Linked DNA regions of Mus musculus: region 1 is linked to region 2. The links are chromatin contacts, called in public Hi-C maps. All regions are on one chromosome and are shown on one strand. The core of a region is the stretch at or near the end of the contact, and the rest is flanking DNA. Distances in the headings are between cores, read along the strand shown. Region 1 has its middle 60 kb from the start of Gmds. Region 2 holds the start of Gmds (GDP-mannose 4, 6-dehydratase).

What was found. A called contact is a pair of places that touch in the nucleus more often than the background predicts.
Region 1: a Hi-C map of bone marrow-derived macrophages shows a contact between it and region 2, with 2.0 times the contacts expected there. The contact joins the enhancer-like site here to the promoter of Gmds in region 2. A contact is called at or near these places in 7 of 39 promoter capture datasets (the 3T3-L1 cell line, 3T3-L1-derived adipocytes, the HPC-7 cell line and 4 more), 7 of 484 Hi-C or Micro-C datasets (the C2C12 cell line, bone marrow-derived macrophages, embryonic fibroblasts and 3 more), 4 of 115 datasets of contacts at active chromatin or transcription factors (the HPC-7 cell line, extraembryonic endoderm stem cells, intestinal crypt epithelium and 1 more) and 3 of 9 other capture datasets (liver, macrophages and pancreatic islet).

Annotation. Positions count from the first base shown.
Region 1 is chr13:32,397,489-32,400,285 of GRCm38.p6, reverse strand. No RefSeq gene overlaps it. Among named protein-coding and RNA genes, the nearest start is that of Gmds, 60 kb to the right of the region's middle. Within about 2 kb of position 1,440, at least 19 of the 459 cell types and tissues checked have an H3K27ac peak or open chromatin away from gene starts, as enhancers often do. A contact at or near this core is called in 3T3-L1-derived adipocytes, the C2C12 cell line and bone marrow-derived macrophages, where this site is marked.
Region 2 is chr13:32,337,175-32,340,020 of GRCm38.p6, reverse strand. Gmds (GDP-mannose 4, 6-dehydratase) reads left to right here and starts at 1,477. Exons shown (of 11, transcript NM_146041.2): 1 at 1,477-1,639. The coding sequence starts at 1,538.

The DNA.
Region 1 (2,797 bases), core at 191-2,690, 60 kb before region 2:
AACCAAGGTATACTAAATAAAAAATTATTTAATGACAACATTTGTTTTATCATGCCTGAGTGATCACGCACCAGAGTGTTCACTCCGGGTGTGTACTACCCACATCCCCTGCATCCGTGTTTATTTGCTCTATTTTTTAAAATGCTATTAAGTAAAAATTAGGTAGAGATTCATAAGGCTCAGATATATAAAAGATTATCTTTAAAATTAGTTATTTTAGGGCTGGAGAGATGGCTCAGGGGTTTTACAAGCACTGATTGGTCTTGCAGAGGTCCTGAGTTCAATTTCCAACAACCACATGGTTGCTGACAACCACCTGTAATGGGATCTGATGCCCTCTTATGGTGTGTCTGAAGACAGTGACAGTGTACTCCTATACATAAAATAAATAAATCTTTTAAAAATTTTAGTTATGTTAATCCAATTCCCTATGTAACAGTATTTACTCTTATCCCTGCTTTTACTTTTGAATTCAACCCTTGGGAGGTGTATATTTGTTCGTGTGTGTGTGTGTGTGTGTGTGTGTGTGTGTGTGTATGTGTGTGTGTGTTTTCTGTGTCAAATGTGTCTGACATGTTCCACCATTTTCATCCTCCTCACTCCAGTAGCCTGGGCAGGCCCTCAGCTCTGCAACTCACTTTCCATTTACTGCTGTCCTGACAAAATTTGAAACCATCTAAGGCCTGGACATACCTAGACATAAACTCTTTAAATAACAAGGTGTTTAAATTGTGCTTTAAGGAAAGCCTGAAACAGACTTTTCATGAATGGACACATACAGAGCCTTCACCCTGTCTTACCGAGATCTGAATCCTCCCATCCTTAACATGATAACTTCTTCCAAAGAAATATGCAGCCTGGGACTGTAAGAAGACATGGTGCTGACACCAAGACAAGGTCAGTGTACTGGCTAGTTTTGTGTCAACTTGACACAGCTGGAGTTATCACAGAGAAAGGAGCTTCAGTTGAGGAAATGCCTCCATGAGGTCCAACTATAAGGCATTTTCTCAATTAGTGATCAAGGGGGAAAGGCCCCTTGTGGGTGGGACCATCTCTGGGCTGGTAGTCTTGGGTTCTATAAGAGAGCAGGCTGAGCAAGCCAGGGGAAACAAGCCAGTAAGTAACATCCCTCTATGGCCTCTGCATCAGCTCCTGCTTCCTGACCTGCTTGAGTTCCAGTCCTGACTTCCTTTGGTGATCAACAGCAGTATGGAAGTGTAAGCTGAATAAACCCTTTCCTCCCCAACTTGCTTCTTAGTCATGATGTTTGTGCAGAAATAGAAATCCTGACTAAGACAGTCAGTTAGAGTCTGTAGGGAATCATTTTGAGAAAGCTGAAAAAAAATAGCTCTCAGAAAAGGAACAGACACTCAGAACAGCTGGGGGGAAAGGCCATTCCCAGAGCAGCAGCAGCAATAGCAGAAAGAGAAACCACAAATATCCTGCTCCTACCCCACACTCTCCTTGGCACTCGGTGCACAGCACTGGCAACTGACAGAGCAGGCACAAGACATCATTTCAAAAAGACCTCTCACTGAAGCTCAGAAGCCCAAGACCATCTGTGTACCTCATTTTTGGGAAACTCAGACAAAGTGGAATGTGGATATCTGATAAACAAAACCCTGTGAGACTGTAGAAGAGAAACTAAATTATACCTAAATAGCATTCTGCACGCCAAAAATCTGATGGACCTGAAGTACACACTGAATTTTCACACAGACTCCAAGTAGCACAGAGGACATCGGCAAGAGCTGCACAGGGGCAAAGGCAGTATGCACAGCCGGAGCCCTACAACAATTTGAAGAGGAGTGACCAGATCTAGATTTGTCTAGACTCTTCCTGAGAAGCACAGTCACTGGACTGGAAAAAAATCTGTAATCCATGTGTCCAGAGAAAGAGTTGGGGGAAAGAACAGAATTGCTACATTCAGAAGACCTCTTCAAGGGACAGAGAAGGAACACAAGAGAATCTCGCCCATTTTAAAGCCAACAAACAGGCCTGTTTGTTTTCATAGCCTATATCTCCCATGATTCCCCAACCCTCAGCCCATTTCTTTTTCCTTCTGTATCTATCCTATCCATGTTTAATGCCCAAGGTCACTTTAGCAGGTCATCTTGTCCTATTTTGCTAAACTTCCTGAAGTAGAAATTCCTGAGGATTTTTTTTTGGAGACCCAGTTGTGTCATGTGATATTTTTTGGAAGCTGTCTTATGAGAGGATATTTTGCTGTGGCAGCCCCTTGAGAGGATGTGTGATGTTTGGAAAGAGTATAAGTAGAATCCAACAGACAGTGAGCTATGCTCTTGCATTGGTTCCCCTTGCAATGCTTTGCTGGTCTTCAATGATGATGCTCTTGCATTGGTATGGTGGGCTAGAAGGGAGGTTGAAGCATTCTAGAACCCTAAATAACATGGGTTTTAAAAAATTCTAAGCCTACAACTTCCCTCCCAGGGGGAGATGTAATTAATATCTACCCCTTCTCCTAAGGTTTCAATAACAAGCCAGGGCACAATTCCACTGAAGTTCACTCTGAAGAACCAAGTGGCTTTTTGGACTCCCTTACAAGGCACAAATGAAGTGCTACGTACAGGAATGTAGATTCTACCACCACTGCACACATGCCAATGGATCCCACCTAAAAAGCCTTTACCAAATAGGGATCAGGACATATAGAGGCATAGATGTTGCCTCTAGCTTTTAGTTACCCCCAACCCCACCAATAAATTTAACCCCTCCCTAAGATTCATATAAATAAGGAAGAGTTGTGTTGCTTACAACAGGTGGTAGGTAGGAAGAG
Region 2 (2,846 bases), core at 228-2,727:
CAATATCTTCTTTACTATTTTTGCATTTCCAGGCCCTAAAAAATATTGGTTTTATTTGTTTACTTTTGTACTATTGGGCATCAATCCCATTAGGCAAGTGCTTTACCACCAAGCCATAGCTCAGCACATCCAATACATATTTGATTTTTATGATTTTTTTCTGTTAAATTTTTTACTAGACAGATAAATTCCTAGTATTCATTAGTATGATAGAAGGTGTCAGACCTACAGAACAAATGGGACATATCTCTCCTAAGTATTCATTTTTTTCTATTTATCCTTACATTACAACATATTTACATAAAACTAAATCAATAGTTAAAGATCATCTAGATTTTAGACATTTCTTGCCTTAAGGAATATATTTCCCCAACTTCTAGGTCTCATTTTCCATATAGAATGCGCTAGAGGAAAGGTAAAAATATTAAACCAGACAAGCCTATGTATAAAGTTTGGAATGTTTCCGAGGAGTTTGGGCACTCTGGTTTTGGAACTACAGGTTTGTATCATATCTAGCAGGTTCTATTGGGCCCTGTCCTAGTAGCTCAGTTTGCAAAGGGAAAGACGGTTTGAGGATGTTTATTGGAGAGATAAGCTGGACAGTATGTGTGTACGTGTGTATGTGTGTGTGTTTCTTCCCTACACCCTTGTCCCTATGTCTGAGTCCTTTGTCAGCCTTTCTCAGTCAGTGAATCTGTCAGTGTGCATGCACTAAATAGAAACAAGTTCAAAAGACACTGCAACAACCCCACCTCATGAAATTTGTACAGGTTTTACTGACCTGTGGATTTTTGTCAATTGTTTCCTTATGCAGGATGGGGGCGGGGCCAGAAACTTCCAGCCCTCGAAGTAAATACTGTTCCTTGAACGGAATTACCGGGAACCCCCAAACTAGTCCAAACATTAGCAAACTGCTAATGTTCACAGAAGATTCACAGGTTAGAGTAGCCTTGAAACTCTAGTGCCTTCGAGAAATGTTAAAACTGACCTGCTCACAAAGACAATGAAGCAGATTTCTAGAAATTTAATAAGGTCGATGACTCCAGCCTTGGATACCTAGATTTGGATTTCAGAGCTCTTTCCTACCGAGAAGGTCAGCTCGTCATTCCTCCTGGCATCATGGGGCGATATGAGGATTCCCGGAGACCGAGGCCCATGCAGGCCATATCCTCTACTCTGACCGCAGACTTACATCCTTCCTCTTCCAGGGGCCCGGCGCCCTCAGGCCCCGCCCCCAGAGAGGCGTGGCTCAGCGCGGAGACCCCGGCAGGGGCGGAGCTGTCGGGGGCGCTGCTGACGCGTCGCTGCTTGGGCGAGTGACGCGGCGCCAGCCAGGCCTCAGCCCGGCTCGCGCCGCCCGCCCCGACTAAGCTGGCCCGCCCCTCGCTCCACGCCCGGCCTCCCGCGCGCCCTGTCAGACCGTGGCGGCCGCTGCAGCTCCGTGAAACGACTGGCGCGCGCACCCTGGTCCCTGCCGGCCCGCGGCTCGTTCCACTCCGCCTTCCTCTCGGCCGCACGCTCACCCGCCTGAGGCGACATGGCTCAAGCTCCCGCTAAGTGCCCGAGCTACCCGGGCTCCGGGGATGGCGAGATGGGCAAGCTCAGGAAGGTGGCTCTCATCACTGGCATCACCGGACAGGTGAGTGCGGGGCGGGGACGAGCGGCCTGTAGCCCGGGGGCACGTGGGCCGCCTCCCCGCGCAGGGCCGCTGTGCCACCGGGAACTGCGCTCCACGAGTCCCGGAAGGTGTGAGCGGCTGCGGGATGGGACAGCTTCAGCCCCAGCAGCATGGCTCTCTGATCCTTCTGGGGGTGTGAGCTGGTGGTGCTAAGCAACCGGACCACTCTGCTCCACCTGTCCCCTGGGTGACTGTAGTTTCTTTCCTGGAGCCCAAGTGAGCTCTTGGAAGGAATTTCGTACTTTGTAGATCCTGGTGCAGGGAAGGAAAGGGGCGAGGAATATGTCAGTATGTGGAGTCCCAAAGTGAGACCGACTTTTCTAATTCCAAAGGCATGAACTCCTTGGGTGAGGTAATTAGGCTGTGCTGTCTTGAATGTTGGGACCCCATGGCCTATGCTAGGCATGACTAATTTATGACAGTCATCTCATAGAGGTATGGCAACAGATAAGGCTAACCACTGCCTTGTCAAGTTGTGTAGAGTGAGATTCAGGGGTGTTGAAGTAATGTCCTTGTTACTTGCTGTAGGGCATCTGTTTTCTGTGTATCCCAGGACATCTGATGGTGGTCAATGCTAAAGCGAAGATGGTAAAGATGATAATAAAGCTAATATGGCCCACACCAGCATACTTACCATATCGGAGTTACTTGGTTAATACTGACTAGTTAGCTTCCATACAACAAAGTCCTTATTTCCAGTTTAAGATTGAGGAAAATGAGTTTGAATTACCTGAAGCCCAACAGGTAGGAAGTGTATTGTTGGGGTTGGAAGTGGTCTTAAAGTTCTCTCGTTTTACCAAAGAGCAGATACACAGTTCCCAGACATTAGACTATTTCAGTTACTAGCTACTGATCATTCTTTCAGTTATCATTGCATCTTGTTTAAGGTACTTTCGATAAATAAACGTTTACCAACTAGTAAGATAGAAGAGGTAGGAAAAGGGTCCAGGGTTGAGGATAAAAACGTCAAGTCAGGGACTCCTCAGGGGTGCTCTACCATAGAACTGTGCACCCCCCCCCATGTCACCTCTCTTTTCTAATGCTAGAGATCTTTCAGATGGTTCTCTTTTCCCAAGTTTTCAGACTGGTTCTTAAGCCCAGATGTTAACTGCATTCACATACTCTCTAAAGTAAACTTTCACTTAGTATTATCAAGAAATTGAGTTAG